Regions from separate parts of the Mus musculus genome. Here regions 1, 2 and 3 are each linked to region 4. The links are chromatin contacts, called in public promoter capture Hi-C maps. All regions are on one chromosome and are shown on one strand. Each heading gives the region's core, a stretch centred on a gene start, on an enhancer-like site or on the middle of the called end of the contact. The rest is flanking DNA. Distances are from core to core; before and after follow the strand shown.

Region 1 (5,568 bases), core at 2,920-5,419, 2.4 Mb after region 4:
GGAAATCAATCTGGAGGTTCCTCTGAAAATTGGAAATATATCTACCTAAAGACCCAATTATACCACTCTTGGGCATATACCCAGAATATGCCCCACAATGCCACAGGGGCACATGTTTCAATATGTTCATAGCAGTCTTATTTGTGATAGCCAGAAGCTGGAAACAACCCAGATGTCCCATAACTGTAGAATGGATACAGAAAATATGGTTCACTTACATGATGGAATACTACTCAGCTATTAAAAACAAGGGCATCATGAGTTTTGCAGGCAAATGGAACTAGAAAATATCCTAAATGAGGTGACTCAGACACAAAAGGACATGAACGGTATGTACTCACTAATAAGTGAATATTAGCCAAAAAAGTACAGAATACTAGGAAAGTGGTACAAAAACCTTGTATAGTGTAAACTTCCTGAAATCTCTGAGGGTGAACCTAATGAAGACTCCTAGGAATGGAAAATAGAGTCTGAACTAGCCATTTTTTGTAGCTAGACAAGGCTTCCACTGGTGGAACTGGGTTGCATTCAGTTGAGTTGTTGGTCAAGGGGTTCCCTTGGAGTTTCCTAAACAACCCAGGATGATAGACGGTTGCTCTCTGAAAACCAACAGTGAGGCCCAATTGCTGAGGACATCTACACAGCTCATTGAACCTGGAGAGGTCCAGCTGGTGCCTGTATGGAGTTTTCGCCCCTATGTTCTAGTCTCTTTGGTATAGGAAGGTACTTTGCAGGCTACCAAAAGAGAAAGCTGGAACCTATCCTGCCCTGCAAGATGCGCAGAATTTGTGGGAGTGGCCAAACAATGTTTGGTTTAACTTGAGACTCATGCCACAAGATAGAGGCCATGACCTAAACTGCCTGAATGGCCAAGAACCAGAGACTGGAGAGCTCTGAGATCTAGGGTAGAACCAAATATAACTGGACAAAAAACAAAACAAAACAAAAAACAAAACAAAACACCTAAATGATCATTAATGATATTCTGCTATATTTACAGATCAATGTCTTACCAGTCATTCTCAGCGAGGCTTCCTCTGGCAGCAGATGTAAGCGGGTGCAGAGACCCAGGACCAGACATTATTCAGAAAGAGTCTAAATTGGAGGTCTCCATCGGGTCCCTCCCATAGGAGATCTGGGAACCCAGTAGAAAAGGGAGAGGAAAGATTGTGGAAGTCAGAGGGGACAGAGGACACCAGGAGAACATGACCCAACTAAGTAAGATTCACATAAACTCACAGAGACTGAAACAGCAAGCATGGGGCCTTCATGGGTCTGCAGCAGGTTCTCTGCATATATGTTATGGCTGTTAGCTTCATGGGTTTGTGGGACTCCTAACAATGGGAGCAGGTGTGTCTCTGACTCTTTTGCCTATGCTTGGAACTCTTTTCTTCCTATTGTTTCCTTGTCCAGCCTCTATACGAGGGCTTTCATCTTGTCTTTTTTAATCCTGTCTTGTCCTGTTTGACTGTTACCTCTTGGAGGCCTGCTCCTTTCTGAAGATGAAATGAAGAGGGAGTGGTTCTGGGAAAGAGCAAAGAGGTAGGGGATATCTGGAAGGAGTCCAAAAAGGGGAAACTACCAATAGCTGGCATTTCAGTACAAGGCAAAACATAGTTATAATACTCAATACTCAGTAATTAAATGCCAGAACCAGAAAGAAAACTGGATTCAATAAGGACACAAAAACATTGTAGGTCCCTCAAACTGAAGTGAAGATAAACTGAAATTTCAATAACATAACTGGAAAACTCAAAGGAAAGCCTAACAAGTAGAAATGAATCAAACAGAGGACAGAAGATCGGGACTGGAAGACAAAGTAGGGACTCTAAACCCCCCAAAAAGCAAAGAGTATGAATTTTTTAACTCACAGGAAAGGAATACACCAAGAAATCTGGGATACAATGAAAAGATCAAGCTTTCAAATAATTGTAATAGATGCGGAAGAAGAATCCCAGGTGAATGCCATAGACCACAAGATCTTCTCCAAACTAAGGAAAAACACACTCAGACAAAAGAAACGAACAGAGCATGAAACACAAGTCCAGTAAAGAAACTATTCCAAGGCATAACGATGTAGTTAAAACACTAAGTATACATAACCTGCCATAAGCCCTGCTCCCTCCACCAAAAGCAAATTAATTAGCCAACCAGTTAATTAATTAAATGAAAGTCAGGTGTGGTGGCATATGCTACTTGTAATCCTAGAAATTGAAATGTAGATCAAAGATGAGTAATTCAGAGTCGGCCTGTGTGACATGAGATCCTGTCTCATTTGCTGTTGACAAAGTTGTGAGCCATCCTATGGAACTAACAAACTGAAACTTACCACAACCACCACCACCCTGGCCCCTACCTCAGTGAATTTGGGAGAAGACTTCTCTGGAGAAGTCTTGGGAGAAGCTACAACCATAAGCTTAAACTACAGTCAGAATCCTGATAGCAATACTTGTGGAAAGCTGCTTCACTTTTGAGACAATCTTTACATAACAGTTAAGTAACACAACTACTGAAAAGAAAAGCTATTGGAAACTAATAAAATGAAGAGGGCAGAAAGAAATAACAAAAACAACAGATTTCTAAGTTAGGAAAAATTGCTAGGGCCCTGATAAGCTAAACAAATGGTTTCATAACACACTGTAATTTCTTTATGCTGTAGTGACAGCTAAAAATCGCAGTCCAGGGCAAACTCTTAAAGTTGTGAAAAGGCGCCGGGCATGGTGGCGCATGCCTTTAATCCCAGCACTTGGGAGGCAGAGGCAGGCGGATTTTTGAGTTCTAGGCCAGCCTGGTCTACAAAGTGAGTTCCAGGTCAGCCAGGGCTATACAGAGAAACCCTGTCTCAAAAAACCAAAAAAAAAAAAAAAAAAAAAAAGAAGAAGAAGAAGAAGAAGAAGAAGAAAGAAAGAAAGAAAAGAAAAGAAAAGAAAAGAAAAGAAAAGAAAAGAAAAGAAAAGAAAAGAAAAGAAAAGAAAAGAAAAGAAAAGAAGCCGGGCGTGGTGGCGCACGCCTTTAATCCCAGAACTCGGGAGGCAGAGGCAGGAGGATTTCTGAGTTCAAGGCCAGCCTGGTCTACACAGAGAAACCTTGTCTCGAAAAAAAAAAAAAAAAAAAAGTTGTTGAGAATAGGCACAAAGTCAAAATTTGGAGCTGGGCAGTTAGGAGAAGTGAATGAGCAGCTATAAGAGTGAATCAGGACTTTAGGGACGCTTAAATAAATGTATACAGTTAGCAAGGGTATCGAGGGCTGCAAGAACTAATTTATGTTAGATGTAGAAATGTTTTAATTCCTTGATTTTTTCATCTTTTAGTCTTCCTGAAATTTAAATTAGTCTTTTAAATCATAAGTTATACGTGCTTTTACTCTCTAAATAAGTTACAAAGTTCACAGTGTCATCTTTCAAGGCTATCTGAGAAATAAGTACGAATGGTAGTGTTAAGGGAGTTTAGCATTTAGTGAAAGGAAGAGCAGGTGAGGGAATGAAGCACCGTTTGCTGTTCTAAATTTTGAGTATTATGAAATAATCATCTGTAAGTGAGGAACTTTGAAAAGGCAAAATATGATCCAAGAGAAACACAATGTCGGAGAAATGTAGAGGATCGCTTAAATTTCATCCATGTAACAGTTCCTACAACAGTGCCTACAGTATACAGGGACTGCGGGAGACACGGGAGAAGCACGCCTCTCAGAAAGTTTAGGCGGGAAAGCAAAGTGTAGCAAAAGATGCCTGGGACAGAAGAGATACTCCAATACCCACTACTGTCTTGGTGTGTTAAGCAACAAAATAAAACGGAGGCAAATGAACTGCCAGACGCCAGCTCACACTCACTCCGAATCAATTCGTCCTCCCTGTCAGCCACCCACCCGCTTGGTTCCCAGGACCATTCAGCAGACCTGGGCAGAGGCAGAGCGAGGGAACCCTGCCTAGACCGACCGCCACCAACGGGCTCGTGCCGGTCAGACTGGGCGCACCAGCTCCCTTCACCGGACCAGGGACAGGCACGAGAAGCCCACAGAGGTTACACGCCCGCCCTCTGCTTTCATAGCAACAGCACAGCGTACCTTGGACGTGCCGGGGCGGCGGGCTCCAGACATCTCCTACGTGCACAGTCTTCCTGCTCGCCGCCCCATCCGGAAGCCGCCCATCACGCGCCCCGCCCCCTTCCCTCTGGCGACGCCCCTTCCCGCGCCCCGCCCCCTTTCCTCCGGAGACGCCCCTTCCCGCGCCCCGCCCCTTGCGAAAGCCGTCGTCTCAAGTTCCACGGGCTCAAACTGAGGGAGCTGCTGTCTAGGCTCTTCCTCTCGCTCTTTAGGGAGCCTGAGAGCTGATCTACAGGTCATCCTCTCTCCTAGCTAAGCAAAGCCTTAGAGCAGTAACCAGTGATGTGTTAGAATAGCGGGTCACCAAGAAGCACACTAGGCCCAGGCAGTTCAACGTGAAGAGGTTTTATTGAGAGGGAGAGATAAGGGAGTGGCAGAGAGAGAAGAGAAGAGAGCGAGGAGGGGGTGTTCTCCTTATTTATATGGAAAATGATGTAACACAAGTAAGGGTGGGAGGTGAGCCAAGTGAGTTCTGGGATATGGTGGTCGTTGGCTTGGCAGCCGTAAACTAGAATTCAATAATTATTGTTAATTAGTAATAAAACATAAGTAAGCCAGGAAAAGGAATAGTACTTCTCTAACTAATGAGGAATTCTTAAATATAAAATTCATAAATATCAAGAGCAAAGATTTCCTATTTAAAAAAAAAAACTATAGGAACACTAGTTGGATTTGTTATAAAGTAGGTTTCACATACTATAGATCTGGGAAAAGCCAGAGAGCTTACATTCTTAAATTTCTAGATGCTGGTTCAGGGAACATTTTAATGTGGAAGATGAAGCCGTTCCTTGGATGTTTTAAAGCGCTAGGACATAGTTGTCTATGTATGTTCAAACCAGCAGGACAGAGAGCTGCTACTTGAGTGGAAACTGGATTAACAGGGTTTCTAGTGTCGAAAAAAACACTAAATAAGTCCTTGTCAAGAATGTGTTTGCATGGGACTTAAGTAGAAACTAGATTAGCGGAGGCATATTCTATAAAGATATATATTGAAGAAAATATTAAATAAACTATATTGTTGAAAACTTGGAGTGGACAATGGAAAGGATTCTCAGAAAGTTGTATTTACAGATGTGTACAGAAGAGGAGCTTAGAGCCTGGGTGGTGACTTTATTCTCTAACTGAAAGATAGGCAGAGTGGGAAACAAGGCCCTTAATGAATTAAAAATACTACTGCAAGTGGAGCAGTTTTTGATATGCCATTCTGCAAAGGGGGACTACAGCATAGGAGAAAAAAGGACAAAATGACTGGCTTACTGACGTAACACAAGACAGTGGGGTTTTCTGTCTGCTTTGGGTTTCTGTTTGTTTCTTCCACTGGTTAGCTTGTTTGTTTGTGTTTGTTGAGACAGGGTCTCTCACTACTTAGCCCTGACTATCCTAGAACTTACAGTGTAGACCAGGCTAGCCTCAACTCAGAGATTTTCCTGTCTCTGCCTCCTGAGTGCTGAGATTACTGCTGTGCA
Region 2 (5,567 bases), core at 996-3,495, 2.6 Mb before region 4:
TCCACCGTGAGCTCGAAGATGAAACTCACATTGTCAGGCTTGTGCAGTTAAGTGCTTTGCCCACTAAGCCATACTGCTAGCTTGTAAATTCGATTGAAATGAAATCTATACCTTAAATCTCCCTCCTAAAGGCAACTATACACAATGCCACTTTACTCCTAATAAACAAACACAGAAAAGAAAGCAGAATGGATTCATGGAGACTGAGTGCCCATAAACAGAAGTGGGCAAAGATCAGAGGCCCTGAACACCCACAGTAACTCACTGTGGTTCAACTCCAAATTCACCTTCTTATAGACCACCTACTCTGAACTAAGCTAAGCACTCAACACTGAGGAGGGCAGTCATTTATTTCAGAGTTGTACTATGAATAAAATTAAATTTGAAAAACAGACCTGATATATTCTTCCTGAAGCCTCTGTCCTTATTAAAGATCTTAAGGAAAGAGCAACAAAGATGTCAGGGTCAGTTGTACCATAATATCTTAACACCATCCTATCAAACAAAGTCCTTAAAAATTCATCTGAGTTTATTAAAAGGGCTGTCCCATTGCCAGCACCATAGAAAGATGCTTGAGGAAGTGAGGCTGCAGGCTCTCTCTCCCAGCCAAAAGCAGTTGAGGAGCTCATCCTGACAGCTCCTCAGACTGATTTAAACTCTTCAATCTTCTCTCAGAGGTCACCCACCAAGTCACGTGTCTCAGATCAAACACTGAGCACTGTTTTCACAGCTGGGCAAACTGAAGTAAATCAATTCCTTGACGTGGGAAAAGGACTGTTAATATGAATCCAAATGACAGGTTGCAACATTCCACCTTGTAAAATACTTTCTGTATTTTCCTTATAAAGACAGTACCAGTCTAGTTGCTCAAGATTCAAACTCCAGGCCAGGTGTGGTGACAAACACTTTTAGTTGGCTTTAAACACTTTAGCATAGCACCTAACACATTGCAAACACTAAAAAAACGAGTCTCTTCCCCCTAAAACTCCTAATTTTTGGCCCATCTTGACCTCAGGGATCTCATATTGTGTTCATTACACTCAATCTGTGCCCACATAAATCTCCCTCTGGACAGAAGTGCCAAGAGGATATGTCAAGTGATAACAGATTTTATAAACTGCAATGTCAAATGATATACTGATGATCTGAGGCAAGGAGTATAATTGAAATATAAACTTTGTATCTATCTACACAATTTTCTGAAAAGATGCACATTAGCTTCCATTCTTCCTAAACTCCAGCCTACTCAGGCCTTTTCCAAGTTTCACAAAAAGACCAAGCTTGCTCAGACTCCAGATCTTTGCACTTAACTGTTTTGTAATAGCTCTTACCCCAGCTCTTCCACCTCTGCCCCTTCCTTTCCTTGTGTAAGTGGCTAATGCCATTTTCCTATGAAGGCCCTTTCTGCCCTACCCAACCTCATCCTTCTATTCCCTGCATAGCACTTATTAAGGTCTCTGAAGTGTTTGTTTATTGTATATCATCACTTCAATGAGAACTCCAGGGAACGGGGATTTTTGTCTTCAGCATTAACGGGTGCTCAGTACAAACGTGCACTGTCAGTATATCAAAGGCTTGCCTGGATTCCCAAAAGCGACTAAGACCCCTAAATGGCTTGTGAATCATCACACTGCAAGCATTAAGGAAAATGGAATGAATTAAAACTGAGCATTATAGCCTGAGCAAGAATTGACATGTGCACCCCGAGAGACCCCAACAGGTGAGAAGCAGCTCAGAAACAGGGCCAAACGCCCTCGGTACATAATTGATATAGAGCAGCACCCTGGAAACGCCTCCACGCCGAACTAGGAGAGTGGGGGACCGCGGCCGCCGGGAAGGTCAAGCCTGTGGTCGCAGGCAAGGTCAGGCTCGACTTCCCCGAGGAAGACAAACAACCCTCGACCCCGGAGGCCCCGAGCTGGCCCCGCGCAGCCGGGGTGGCATAGCTCTGGCCGCGGAGCCTGAGTCCCGGCAGCCTCACCTGCAAGTGAACTTGAGGGCGAAGAGCAGGGCGCAGCCGAGAGCCACGGCCCCGCACAGCAGCTCTGGCCGCTGGCGCGCCATAAGCGAGGCGCCGCGCAAGCCGCGGCGGATCCGGCCCTCCAAGGACGCCGCCGCCCCGGCAGGGCTGAGGGAGCCTGAGCCCTTGGGGCCGCCACCCTCGTCCTCGGCGTCCTCGCTGTTGTTCCCGCCGCCGCCGCCGCGGCCTCCGCATTCCGACATTACATGCTCCCCGTGGCCGGCTTTATACCGTCGCTGCCGCCACCTCGGGCCCGGGGACCCGGCCCCGCACGTCACTCCCGGACCTCGCAGCCAGCGGCGCTCACTAACCCGGACTCTCCACGTCAGCCACACTTCAGAGATGCCCCGCCCTCCGACTCGGAGCCTGCGCGAATGCCGGCTTCCCGCGAAGCCACGCCCTTTGGGGGCCACGCCCTCGAGCCCATGGAGTCTGCGCGGGTGCTCGCAGCACTCGCGGCCGCGTCAGCCTTCCACCGGTCCCGCCTCTCTTGTAGCGACTCTGCGCAGGCTTGCAGTCACTCAAGCTAGACCTTGTCCTTCATTCACTGCGCTGACGCTACATCCTCGCGTCCGGAAGCTAGTTGGTGGTGTCTCCTTAGCGAGTCCTTCCGTTGGTCGGCCCTTCCGGGTACTGTTAGGGCTCAGATTGTCGCTAGTGCGTCAACACTGTTGACAGACCCTTCAGGACATGGGTGCAGTTTGTTATCTCTGCTTTTCAGAAAGTGGGGCGGGGAGGCCTCGTGCAGAGGCGAGAAGGACTGGAGGACACAGTAATAAAACGGAGACCGGGCTGCTCTGTAATGGGGTAGTAATAACGCTGCATGCCTTCTGCTTCAGTTTCTGCTTGCAGGATTCTACCTTGACTTCCTTCAATGATGGTAAAGTGTAACCAAAACAAACCCTTCCCTCCCCAAGTAGCTTTTGTTCATGTGTTTATTACAACAGTAGAAACCTTGAGACAAGTACTGATAAGTGGTAATTACATTCAACAAAAGAACCCAGCTCTAAGTAAAAGGATGGATGTATATTGTGTAATCCCATTTCTATGACCCATGCTTGATGGGCAAATCCACAGAAACATAGCAGACGTGATTAAAGTTTGGAAAGTATTGGAGTCAGGACATTGTCTGCCTCACGCCTCCAAGCAATAAGAATGCAAGGCCAGCCTAAGATACAGGGTGAATTATCTTCATTTTTCCTCCCAAAATTAGGTTTATATGAGTTGTGTATAATTTTTTAAACCAGGCTTAGTGGCACACAACTGTGGTCCCAACCACTCGAGAAAACCAGAGGACCACTTGTACCAGGACTGCATAGAGTTTTCAAGGCCAGACTATGAAATTTAGCAAGGCCCTATTTCAAAATAAAGTTTTGGTTGGGGCTGGAGACAAGGCTCAGTAGTAAGAATACTGCTGTTGCAGAAAACCCAAGTTTGGTTCTAAATTACAGGTAGTGAACTACCTCATACTTCAGGTAATCTGATGTCCTCCAAGGTACACACACATATAATTAAAAATAAAATCTTTTTGTAAAGTTGGTAGGGAGGGCAAAATAATCTAGATCAAATGTTTCCTATGTGGGGCTGGAGAGATTGCTCAGTGATTAAAAGAGCACTGGTTGTTCTAGAAGACCAGTGTTCAATTCCCAGCATCCACACGAGGCTCATAAAAGTTTATAGCTCTAGTGCTAGGGGATCGGACCTCCATGGGCACTGGTTATAATGTTGTACACATAAAATTGTAAGATTATTTTAACAAAACCACCCAATGGAGATAACCAAGTCCTAACATGTGCCAGTTAGTATTAGTTTTCCATACTATCACCAGAGTCCTGGAGGTGACCCCCATCTCCCACCCCCACCCCACACACTACTCACCTTAACAACCTGCAGTTTGCCCAAACTCTTTCCTAGGCTTCTCAGCATCCTACCTCTTGAGCTTCGTCCTGAGGAAGTGATTCTGATCAGGCAACTAACAGACTGGTTCTTCGTGGAGCCCCTGCCTCACAGGCAGCATGCTGAGCACCCTGGCCCACCAACCACTGCCCTGCTGCTTTCCTCCCTCCTTGCTGCTCCCTGCCTCTGAAAGCTATCAGGGCTGCAGGGAGACGAGCTTTTCTATGTGTCTTGTTCATAGCTATTTCTATGTTCAAAGGCACAGTGTCCACTTAACACAGACAAGGTGCTAGGCTTAAGCCCCAGCACCCCACACACCAAAAAGCAAACAAAACCTCTCTAAAACCCAGTTCCAATAACTCCTGAAGGAGAAAGGACCACACCAAAACTATGAAAGTCATCTCTATGTAAGATCTTTTATTACAAGCAATATTGGTCCATACACTACACAATACCAGCAGTACAAGTTGAATCTTTCAAAAATCATTATTTAAACAGCAAAAGACCAAGAAATAAAATTTGTGTCAATTGATTATTTTCCAAATATTGATGTGCATGATCATCATCGGTTCCCTTGCCACAGTGAGACAGACAAATACAGAAAAACCCATTTAACAGACACTAGTGCTAAATGGTTATTTGGCTTAAAAATCTGAGTTAAGAAAATCCTTTTTAGCAACCTACATACAGATAAGTAGCAGACTTTATTATATTAAATAACTTCATTCCACTAAAACACATAAGGAATTTCATCCATCATGTACTCCGATCCCACTGTGCATTACACTCACTGCTGTGGCTCTGACCTCAGAGTCATCCTCAACCTTACCCCTTCCCCAGCACACCTCATCCGAGCTTCTGTCCAACAGACAGCAACCTGGCAGCAAGTCCCTTCGCCATCTGATGCCAGTGGCTCCGCAAGAGCTTAGCCAGGCCTGTCAAACAGCCTTTTTCCTATCTACTGTGGGTTGCTGCTCAGGAGGAACGATAGATGCCAATCAAGCAGAAATCTGCAGCTCTTCTGCTGTGTGCCTCTCAACACTTGCAATTTTTCTGGTCAGTGCTCTGATTGGGTTACATAAAAGCCAGCATATTACTTTAAATCTTTAAACAAAAAACTATATTTTCCAAAGTCATTATCATTTGGGGCAATTAAGTGATCTTTCCGTGCTTTCTTGAATTTCATCTGTAGGGCCTTTCTTCTTTCTTCCCATTCATGAAGTTCAGCATTTCCATGTGCAAATTTACAGCTGCTTCCTTCTGTGCAGGAGCCATTTATATACCTGTTAGGAGTATATGATGCAATTAGAAATAGGGTCATGACTCTTGAAAACACATTCTCCTCCAGCTGTGTGTCTGATCTGCATACATCTTCTGCAGTCATAAAGTTGGCATTTTCCCTCTCTCTTTTTGCTGCTGGGGATAAAACAGAGGGCCTCCTGCCTACTAAGTACATGTTCCTAACCACAGAGCTGCATCCCAGACCCACTTAGGAAACGTAAGCCCGGGACATAAATCTTCTATGGACACAATATACACAACAGGGAATTAGTACTATGAACTATTTAAAAGTGTTTGTCCGTCAGCAAGTCCTGCAAGGGCTGGGGGCCTAGCTCAGTGAGAAGTGTTGGACATAAAGGAGGTCACTGGG
Region 3 (5,200 bases), core at 906-3,405, 2.6 Mb before region 4:
ACAGCAGTGTATCGTACTTCATTTCTATGAAGTCTTTGAAAGGACTTCAACGCATCAGCACACCTACCTGAGAGATAGTGTTAACTCCGTGTTTTTTCAAAAGCTTTTTATAGAAACCTTCTGTCTGTTCAGGTGAATCGAATTCATCTTTTGTGAAGAGACATACATCTGAGGATTCGGAGAGAATGCTATGAGGCAAAGGTCTGCAAAACACGACAAAAAAGGCCAGAAAGTACGTGGGTTATTCACAACACATGCTTACTCTCATTCAAGGTCATTGTTGACCTAGGAGAGCTAAGGAGAACATACAATACATGCAGGCAAGCCAGATGAATCAGTGGGTGAAAACCTGTGCTCAGTGCCAGGCCTAACAACCAGAGCTCAAGCTCCAGGACCAACATGGTAGGGAGAAATGGCACTGACTGCCACATGCGTGCACCCAATACTCCAGACAGACAGACAAACACAAATAAATGCTCTTTAAAAATATTTTTAGTTATTTGTTTTCATGTCATTGTTTCTCTGTCTTAGAATACGCTCTGAAGATAGGGCTGGCCTCGAATTCAAGAGATCTGCCTGCCTCTGCCACTTCTGGCTCTAAAAGAGAAAATATTGGGCTAGAGAGACCAAATGCAGGATTGTACACACTCAGCAGTTAAGAGCACTTGCTGCTTTCCCAGGAGATCTGATTTCTGTCACCTGTACCAACACTGGGCTGCTCACAACCTCTTATCTCTGCAGTCTAGGTGGTCTGACATCCTCTTTTGGCTTCTGCAAGCACTGGACACATGTGGCCCACATTCTTACACTCACACTCTGAGTTTTAAAAATTAAAGGGGGTGGGCGGCTGGAGAGATGGCTCAGCGGTTAAGAGCACTGACTGCCCTTCCAGAGATCCTGTGTTCAATTCCTAGCAACCACATGGTGGCTCACAACCATCTGTAATGAGGTCTGATGCCCTCTTCTGGTGTGTTTGAAGACAGCAACAGTATACTCACATACATAAAATAAATAAATGTTAAAAAAAAAAAACAGCCAAAAAACAAAAAAATCCAACCAAACAACTCTCAAGAGATAAATAATTACTTACACTTTGACCCGAAGTTCTTTCTCTGGAATTTTCCATAATATCACCATTAAAAATAAATTTTCGCTCCCACTCAACAGCAATTCATTATTGTTTTTTTTGGACTTTGAGCGATTAGATATTACTTCCACTGCCTTTCTAATCTGCAGAGACAGAGAATAAGTTAATTTTCTCAATCTATGTTAATTGCTCCCACACAGACATATCTGCTTCCTTTGCTCCTTTGGGGGGCGGGGGGCGTTTCAAGAGAGGGTTTTCCTATATAGCTCTGGCCAACCTGGAATACTTAGTCCAGGCTGGCGTCGAATTCAAAAGATTCGCCTGTCTCCCGTGTGCTGGGATTAAAGGCGTGCGCCACAAAGCCTGGCGCTCCTCTTTCTATTGGGCAAATTTCATCAGCGTATCGGGATATTACAATTTGTACCCATTGCAATGTAAGAACCCGTCTAAAACATCTAAGGACTTGCTTCCAAAATCTGTTTACAGGTTGTCCTTTCTACGTAAGAGGACTATTCGGAAGCTTCTCCTGCCCTCTATGAGAAAGGAAGCGGTCAGGAAAGGCGCGTTGGCCCTGCTACCAACACTTTGTGCACGGACACATGACCTGTGATGCTGCAGAACCGAGCGCAGAAGCCCGCTTTCCACAGGAGGCAAACAGGCCAGAAGTGTGAGAAGAGCGAGCCCGCTGGGTGCGTTCCCAGAGGCCAGCCTCGAGCTCCGGAGAGCCCACGCGGTCGCGGGCCCACTTCATTTCCAGCCTCTCGCCCCACACCCTGCGCCGAACGCGGGTCCTAACCACCCTGCTTCCCGAATCGTCGTCCCCAAAAGCCACTCGCCTGCTCTCTGTCCAGCTGTAAAAGAGCGGTCGGGGTCACTTGCACGTCGGTGGTGGTCGCCTCAGCGACCGAGGCACTGGGAGATTCGGACGCAGAGCCCTTCATGTCGCCTCGTGTGGAAGGCCTGTAGAAGTCAGAGCTCATGCGCAGCCCGGAGGCCCGGAACCGGAAAGCAGTCAGTAACACTGCGAGGGGGAGGGGTATCACGTCATTTCCGGCGAGGCGCGAAATTAGATGTTGGGCCCGCCCTCTTGGGTAGATGGTGTTGCGGTCGTAGACTGTGCCCAGAGTTATTCTAGCGGCAGCATCTCCTTTGCCTCCGACTCTTTCTAAGGCTGCAGGCCTGAAAAACCCTGTCGCTCCTTCCGGAGGACACCGAGCGAGCGCCCTAAGGAGAGACTAAAGCCCTCTCTTCAATCCCGTGCTGTCTTCTGCAGAGCGGGAAGCCGTGGCTCCTCCATTCCTTTCTGGCTTCAGGCGTCGGTTTCCCCAAATTGGTGGTATTCCCAGGAAATAAAGAGAAACTGCCAACGCTAGGCGCGGGATGCTGCGCGAGAAACGAAAAAATGAGTCGGTCTCTCAGGAGCTTCGGCCCAGGTAAGACCTTGCGTGAGTGTGAAGGGATAACTTTAGTGTAGGAGAGAATACGCCAGAACGTCCTATGAGTAGTTGCCAAGCATGCCCACTGTGGTGACCGTGCCCAATACCCCGTATTCGAGGTTGTTCTCAGTCAGTTCAGGGAGCTCTCAATAGTACCACCAGTTTTTATTTTCGATTAGTTCGAGACAGAGCCTCTATTGAGACAGAGTATTATTGAGACAGGGTCTCTATTATTGAGACAGGGTCTCTATTATGGCAATTCTGGCTATTCTGGAACTCTATATAGACAGGTCTGACCTCGAACTCACTGAGATCCTCCTGCTTCAGGTTTCAGAGTGCTAGGATTAAAAGCATCCACCAATACGCCCCCACTTAAGTCAAACTCTTCCTATATCACCCAGGGTTACCCGAGTGAGCCTCCTCCTCTACGTCTCAGATGCTAGATTTACAAGAGTGAGCGAGTCCCCTGCCCCCACCTTGTACCGGCACAGTTACATAATTTATTTAGAAATTTTTATGTGAATGTTAAGGATAGTGACAGGTTCAGCTAGCTGTGTGGGAATAAAATGCTCTCCATTGTCAGATGTCTTCCAAAAGTGCTCCTGTGAAGGGACCATGCTCTGCTAGTGTCTGTTGAGGGAGGACCTTGTCCTAATTTAACTTGTAGAATACAAGTCCTTGGCACCTGCTTCTACTTGGCTATTTAGAATCTAGTATAAGATGGACTTTTAACATATTGCAGTGACTTGCTACACTGGGCTTGAGGTATGCAGGCTAACACACTCCAAAGAGCATTGGTGGTCTTAGGTGTTCTCTTGCCTGTATTCAAGTTTGAGAACCAGACGTTTTTGGTTTTTCGAGACAGGGTTTCTCTGTGTAACAGCCCTGGCTGCCCTGGATCTCACTTTGTAGGCCAGGCTGACCTTTAGCTCACAGGAATCTGCCTGCCTCTGCCTCCCAGTGCTGGGAGTAGGGCTTTTTTATTTTATGTATATGTTTTACTTGCCTGTGTATCTGTACACCACATGTGGGAAGTGCTAGTGTAGATCCTCTTAGAACTAGAATTACAGATGGTTGGAAACCACCGTGCGAATGCTGAGAATCAAACTGTAGTCTTCTGGAAGAGCAAGCAGTACTCTTGACACCATCTCTCCAGCCCCAAGCACCAGACTTTTGAGCCAAGGAAATTCCATGAATTCAGATGATAGATCCTTGAGGCGATTGGAAACAGTAAGTGTCTAGAGCCAAAGAATTGCAAAATTGAAGAAATAGGCTTTTAAAACTGACAGGGGGCCTAGTTACCAAACTTCACTTACATTCTGGGCTACAGAACAATACTCTCATCTCAGTGTCATTTCTGAAATTAGACTTATGATTACTGTTAGGCGTGTAATTTTTGTCTTTACAACTCCCTCTCATTCACTCATTTGTAAGGTGGCCCTCCCTAGAGAGAGGGAAGCCAGATGCTATGCTGTGAGACTACGTGGGCAGCCAGCTAGTAACCACATGCATGAAGGTGGAAGGAAAGCCTTCTTTGTAGACACAAGAGAGACTCCAAGTCAGAGCCCTTTAGCTGTGCTGCTCCTAGCTTTCTCATAAAACACAAATAAGCCTTTGCTAATTTTAGCTGCCGTTCTCTATCAATAGGTATTTGATAGAAATTTATAGCCCTCCCACTCACATATTCAACTGTATAATTAATATTTGAACTTTTGTACCTCCCATTCACCATTTTTACCATGATCTCATATGATGCCCTCAGCTTGCCCTTGTATTTCCTTTCTCAGTATTGAATACTTCTAAGACAAAGAGAGTTATTTGTAAGTCTTTTCTCTTCATCCCTCAGTTTGATGAATAATAGTCTGCAGTGTGGGCTTGGCGGCTCACATCCCTAACACCAACACTCAGAATTATAGGATTAAGGATTTCAACGTAAGCCTTAGCCACCTGGCACGGTTAAGGCCGGTCTAAGCAACATGAGACCATTTCAAAATAAAGCCTTGGAGATACATGGAAACCTAGATAATCCACAAATTCCTGAGCATGAATTACTGGACAAATGGGCAATACTAATAATTATTAATAAGATTTAAAAATGAAGAAAAAGGAACAGATTTGGAAGCTATTGGAATGAGTTCTTTTTTTTTTTAATTTTTTTTTTTAATTTTTTTTTTATTAGGTATTTTCCTCGTTTACATTTTCAATGCTATCCCAAAGGTCCCCCATACCCACCCCCCGGAATGAGTTCTTTGGTGGGATGACTCAGTGGGTCCAGATACCTGCCATCAGACCTGTAACCTGAGTTTGATTCAAAGAATCTACATCATGAATAGAGAAATCAGACCCCTGCAAGTTGCCCTCAGATTTCCACATGTGAGTTCTGGCCCATGAGCCATGGCACAGATGTGCCCACGTGAATGCATACACACAAGAAAATGCAATTAAGAAACAATTTTAAAAATACTCTTTTTCACTATTTCAAGCTTAAAGTTCCAGTGCTATATCTAAGTAATTCTGGGATGTGGAGAAAGATGTTTCTGAGAAAAAAAGAAAGCTTAAACATCATCTGCATAAGGATGGTTACAGCTGTGGAAGTAGATGAGAAATAGAGAGCCAAAACAGAGCCATCAAGAAATCTTTAATTGTGGATTAGAAGAGAAGAGAGTTAAGGAAAAGA
Region 4 (4,841 bases), core at 1,353-3,852:
GTTAAGTTTGACAGCCATGTGGCCCCAGGATTCACATGGGAGAAGTTTAAGTTATCCGCTGACAACCATAGTTAAGCCCTTATACTCTCCCTCCCAAACAAACAAACGTGGAAAATGTGAAGATTCTCTATGTCCTACAGTATCAAATATTTAGCCAAGACTCAACTCTTTATGTAAAAGAATGTGTATCCATCTGATGAACATGCCAATTTGCTTTTGTCTAATGAATGGTAAAATTATATGTATACCAAAGCATTGTTTAAATAGCAGGGCATGATGGCTATGTCCATAATTTGAGCACTTTGGAAGTAGAGACCGGAGGATCATGTCATCCTCAGTCACATGGTGAATTCAAGGCGAAACTGTGCTACAGTGAAGCTATCTCAAAACAAAACAGTAATAATAGTTTAAGGCTGGCCTCGAACTCAGAAATCCGCCTGCCTCCGTCTCCCAAGTGCTGGGATTAAAGGCGTGCGCCACCAGGCCCGGCTCAAAACAGTAATAATAAAACCCTTGTTTTTAAATAAATGTATGAGTGTGTTTGACTTGTATACCTGATTTTATATATATATATATACATATATATATATACATATATATAATTGTATATATATGTGTGTGTGTGTGTGTGTTTATATACCTACAGTGATGTAACAATTTCTCACACATAAAGGGATCCTAAATGGAAATGGCTTGAGAGACTCTGGCAGTGAGCAACTGTTAGTACTTCTCAGTATAGCATCATCTACTGGCCATGTCACAGCCTCCTTATAGGCACCTGTTCTCTCATTTACAGAAGAGGAGATCAAAGCTAAGGGAGGTTAAAGATCTCAACTCAGGTCAGAAACTCAAATTTAAGCCTTCCTAATTCCAGTATAGAGACTTGCCTCAGGCTAAACTGGGCTAATTTCAAAGGATCTGACGAAGGATAACTCCAGCTTATCACCTTGCGGTCTACGTATGGCATGGTGCTGCACCCTTTATCATTAGGCAGATAATTCTGGTTGCCAGCCTTGAACACTCCTGCAGCCAAAGGGGAGAGATTTATTTCTTTTCATCTGGAGGTCAGACAGCAATGTGCAGAAGTCAGTTCTCTCTCACCATCACGTGGCTCCTGGCGACTGGACTCAGGCTGTCAAGTCTTTAGCTACTGAGCCATCATCCCCACCTGCTACTCATGTTTATAAGTTTATAACTTAAAATTTAAATTACAAAATAAAATTCTGCAACTATTTTGAAAAATGTCAAGCCTAAAGAACACAGGAAAGAACTGAATAATGAACACCTATACTTATTTCATCTATATTCTATAATTATGAACATTTGCCATATTGTTTTCTCTAATTATCTTTATACTTTATTAACTTTTTATTCTTTGACAATTTTATACATAGATTTCTTGATTATATCCACTTCCAACTTCCTGGACACACCTTCAGGTCTTTTTATTTTCATCCATTCATTTTGACACAGGGTCTCACAGTATAGTCCTGGTTGGCCTGGAATTCTCAAGTTAGGACAGGCTGACTTCCAACTCAGAGATCTGCTTGCTTCTGCTTGTTGAGTGCTAGGACTAAAGTCCTGCACTATCATGTCTGACCTTTTTAAAAACATTTTAATAGGGGCTGGTGAGATGGCTCAGCGGTTAAGAGCACTGACTGCTTTTCCAAAGGTCCTGAGTTCAAATCCCAGCAACCACATGGTGGCTCACAAACCATATGTAACAAGATCTGACACCCTCTTCTGGAATGTCGGAAGACAGCAACAGTGTATATAATAAATAAATAAATCTTTTAAAAAAAACACTTTAATAACCCTCTGATTCCAATTTGTATTGCTTGAATGCTCAGGCCAAGTAGGGACAACCTATCATTCTTTATTCCTTTATAATTTTCTATCTATACGTTTGAAAATGCTTAAGAGTAGTTTTCTCCAAGTATAGTGGCGTGTGCCTATAGGCCTAAGTAAATGTGGCCTGAACTACAGGCCTAAATCTATTTAAAATGTACCAAATGTTTTAAAATCCATCAAACACACACATAAAGGTCAACCTTTTTCTCCTTTCATCCTACCCTCTCCCTCCCAGCCTCTACAATACATGGTTGGTTGGCGGGGGTGGGGGGGGTGGGGGGGTGGGGGGGTGGGGTGGGGGGGGGGACGGACGGACGGACACGCGATGGGGTCTATTAGGTCCTTGGGCAAGTTTATCAACAGTCACCAGAGAAGATGGGAGTACAGACCTAACAACACTAGATGCTAACTGCACCTGAGGCCAAGAAGATTCTCGCCCCAGGTACCGCTAGTTTCATTGTCATAAATTCTACTTCTTTTTTTTTTTTTTTTCCATTTTTTATTAGGTATTTAGCTCATTTACATTTCCAATGCTATACCAAAAGTCCCCCATACCCACCCACCCCCACTCCCCTACCCATAAATTCTACTTCTTGATACACCTAAGGATCCCAGACTGAGAAAAGCTGCCCGGGCTAGCACTGGGCGCAAACGCAGAAGGTTCAGCAGGTCGTCGTGCGCACGCGCAGCTCCCTTGGCCCGCTCCAGTTTCCTGGTGTGGAGCAGAATGCCGCTTCCCGCCCCGCCCCTTGCGTTGCCATGGAGAGTGTCTAAAGCCCGCCTGTGGCAGCGCCCTGGGCCTGGTGTCCTCTGGCGGGGTTTGCGTGGAAGATGTTGAGCCTCTCGGAGCTTCCGCAAAAGAACACAGACTTGGCGGAGATGCAGTCCGGGCCCTTGGGTCGCTGCAGTCACTTTTTTTGGCTGGGCGTCGCCTTCGACGCGGTGGGTGTGGCAGTGCTGTTCACTGGCGTCTTCGCCAACTTGCTGTTCTACGACATGCTGCTCTATTTGGGTTCCATCATCATCTTCGTCAGTCTCCTGTGGTGGATCTCCTGGTACACCGGCAACATAGAGGCGCTCCCGGAAGACCCCTTGAGGGGGACTTCGCCCCGCGAGAGCGGGGTGCACCGTAGCGGCAGCCGTCGCTTCTCGCTGACCCTTAGGAGCGTCTCCGACACCTTTCAGCGGATTCGCCGGCGACGGCGGCGGCGACTCCACCCGCGGGTCGTCCAGCGGATCAGTAGCATCAGCTCTACGGACCCGGGGCAGCTAGAAAGGAACTGCGACGCCAGAACCTCGGGTGGCAGAGCGTTGTTCCGTTCAGCGAAGCCTGAGGCTGTTCTGAATCAGTTTAGCAGAGTCCAGACCTCTAAGAGCCTGCCTCTGGGCATTGTCCACACCGGTCTTTCCATTTGTACTTCTAGGAGTCAACCTGTCTTTTCAGTGACTTCGCAGACCTACCCTTTGGCGTCTGACAGCAATTCTCAGATGGCAATGTCCTCTGACAGCCATGTGTATTTGGACTCTCACTCTCAGGAGCACTCTAAAATCAGTGTGGCCTCTCAGATCTACCCTCTGGAACGAGAAGAAAGTCAGAGCCACCTCTTGGTGATCCCTGACAGTTTATCTATGGTACCCGTGACCTCTCAAAGCCAAATCCTGCCCTCTGTATCTTCTGAAAGCTGTGTGCCTTTGGGCCCTCACTCTCAGGGGCGCTCTAAGATCAGTGTGGCCACTCAGATCTACCCTCTGGAACGAGAAGAAAGCCAGAGCCACTTCTTGGTGATCCCTGACAGTTTATCTATGGTACCTGTGACCTCTCAGAGCCAAATCCTGCCCTCTGTATCTTCTGAAAGCTGTGTGCCTTTGGGCCCTCACTCTCAGGGGCGCTCTAAGATCAGTGTGGCCTCTAAGATCTACCCTCTGGAACGAGAAGAAAGCCAGAGCCATCTCTTGGTGATCCCTGACAGTTTATCTATGGTACCTGTGACCTCTCAGAGCCAAATCCTGCCCTCTGTATCTTCTGAAAGCTGTGTGCCTTTGGGCCCTCACTCTCAGGGGCGCTCTAAGATCAGTGTGGCCACTCAGATCTACCCTCTGGAACGAGAAGAAAGCCAGAGCCACTTCTTGGTGATCCCTGACAGTTTATCTATGGTACCTGTGACCTCTCAAAGCCAAATCCTGCCCTCTGTATCTTCTGAAAGCTGTGTGCCTTTGGGCCCTCACTCTCAGGGGCGCTCTAAGATCAGTGTGGCCTCTAAGATCTACCCTCTGGAACGAGAAGAAAGCCAGAGCCATCTCTTGGTGATCCCTGACAGTTTATCTATGGTACCTGTGACCTCTCAGAGCCAAATCCTGCCCTCTGTATCTTCTGAAAGCTGTGTGCCTTTGGGCCCCCACTCTCAGGGGCGCTCTAAGATCAGTGTGGCCTCTCAGATCTACCCTCTGGAACAGGAAGAAAGCCAGAGCCACTTCCTAGTGCCCATGCCCTCTGACAGTTTCCCCGTGGTACCCATGACCTCTCAGAGCCAAATCCAGGGATCTCTGGCCCAACAAAGCCATCTCCAGAATCTTCCTCTTGCCTCTCAAACTCCTGAAACTGATAAAGCTTCTAAGAGCCATACTTTGGCCAAGGGGGTTCCTGGGGTGCCACCTGGGTCTGCCCAGACTCAGCACCCGCAGGCCTCTTTAGCCCAGACTTCTCAGATTTCTTCACCTGTCCGGAAGGTTCCTAAGAACTAAAGTGCTGAAGCTTTGGAGACTCTCCCAGCACCCAGCTTGAAACTAACTCAGGAGCAACCTGACTCTTCATTGCCTGTCTTTAAGGCCACCCATTCAGACTCTCAGTAGTGTGACAGTTCTGGAAACCCTTCAGCTTTGGGGATAGTGAGGAAAAGTCACCCTTTCTAATAGGACTCAGACACCAGCCATTTGAATGTCTGCTAAGACCTTTGCCAAGTAAGTGGCTTGGAAGAAAAGTTACCAACATT

Evidence for each region. Promoter capture Hi-C pulls out the DNA fragments that hold promoters and counts their contacts.
Region 1: a promoter capture Hi-C map of pre-B cells shows a contact between it and region 4, with 5 times the contacts expected there. The contact joins the promoter of Spidr here to the promoter of A930007A09Rik in region 4. A contact is called at or near these places in 2 of 39 promoter capture datasets (liver and pre-B cells).
Region 2: a promoter capture Hi-C map of liver shows a contact between it and region 4, with 5 times the contacts expected there. The contact joins the promoter of Txndc11 here to the promoter of A930007A09Rik in region 4. A contact is called at or near these places in 4 of 39 promoter capture datasets (embryonic stem cells, hippocampal neurons, liver and 1 more) and 1 of 115 datasets of contacts at active chromatin or transcription factors (astrocytes).
Region 3: a contact with region 4 is called in a promoter capture Hi-C map of hippocampal neurons, with 9 times the contacts expected there. The contact joins the promoter of 2610020C07Rik here to the promoter of A930007A09Rik in region 4. A contact is called at or near these places in 5 of 39 promoter capture datasets (the SN4741 cell line, cranial neural crest, hippocampal neurons and 2 more).

What each region holds. Positions count from the first base shown.
Region 1 is chr16:16,142,682-16,148,249 of GRCm38.p6, forward strand. Spidr (scaffolding protein involved in DNA repair) reads right to left here and starts at 4,170. Exons shown (of 20, transcript NM_146068.4): 1 at 4,064-4,170. The coding sequence starts at 4,096.
Region 2 is chr16:11,132,287-11,137,853 of GRCm38.p6, forward strand. Txndc11 (thioredoxin domain containing 11) reads right to left here and starts at 2,246. Exons shown (of 12, transcript NM_029582.2): 1 at 1,982-2,246. The coding sequence starts at 2,223. Zc3h7a (zinc finger CCCH type containing 7 A) reads right to left here. Exons shown (of 23, transcript NM_145931.3): 23 at 4,308-5,199. The coding sequence ends at 5,010.
Region 3 is chr16:11,201,228-11,206,427 of GRCm38.p6, forward strand. 2610020C07Rik (RIKEN cDNA 2610020C07 gene) reads left to right here and starts at 2,156. Exons shown (of 3, transcript NR_038156.1): 1 at 2,156-2,520. Rsl1d1 (ribosomal L1 domain containing 1) reads right to left here and starts at 2,065. Exons shown (of 9, transcript NM_025546.2): 1 at 1,924-2,065; 2 at 1,091-1,230; 3 at 68-203. The coding sequence starts at 2,028.
Region 4 is chr16:13,751,962-13,756,802 of GRCm38.p6, forward strand. It overlaps A930007A09Rik (RIKEN cDNA A930007A09 gene), which reads left to right and starts at 2,603. Exons shown (of 1, transcript NM_001357954.1): 1 at 2,603-4,841. The coding sequence starts at 2,683. The coding sequence ends at 4,593.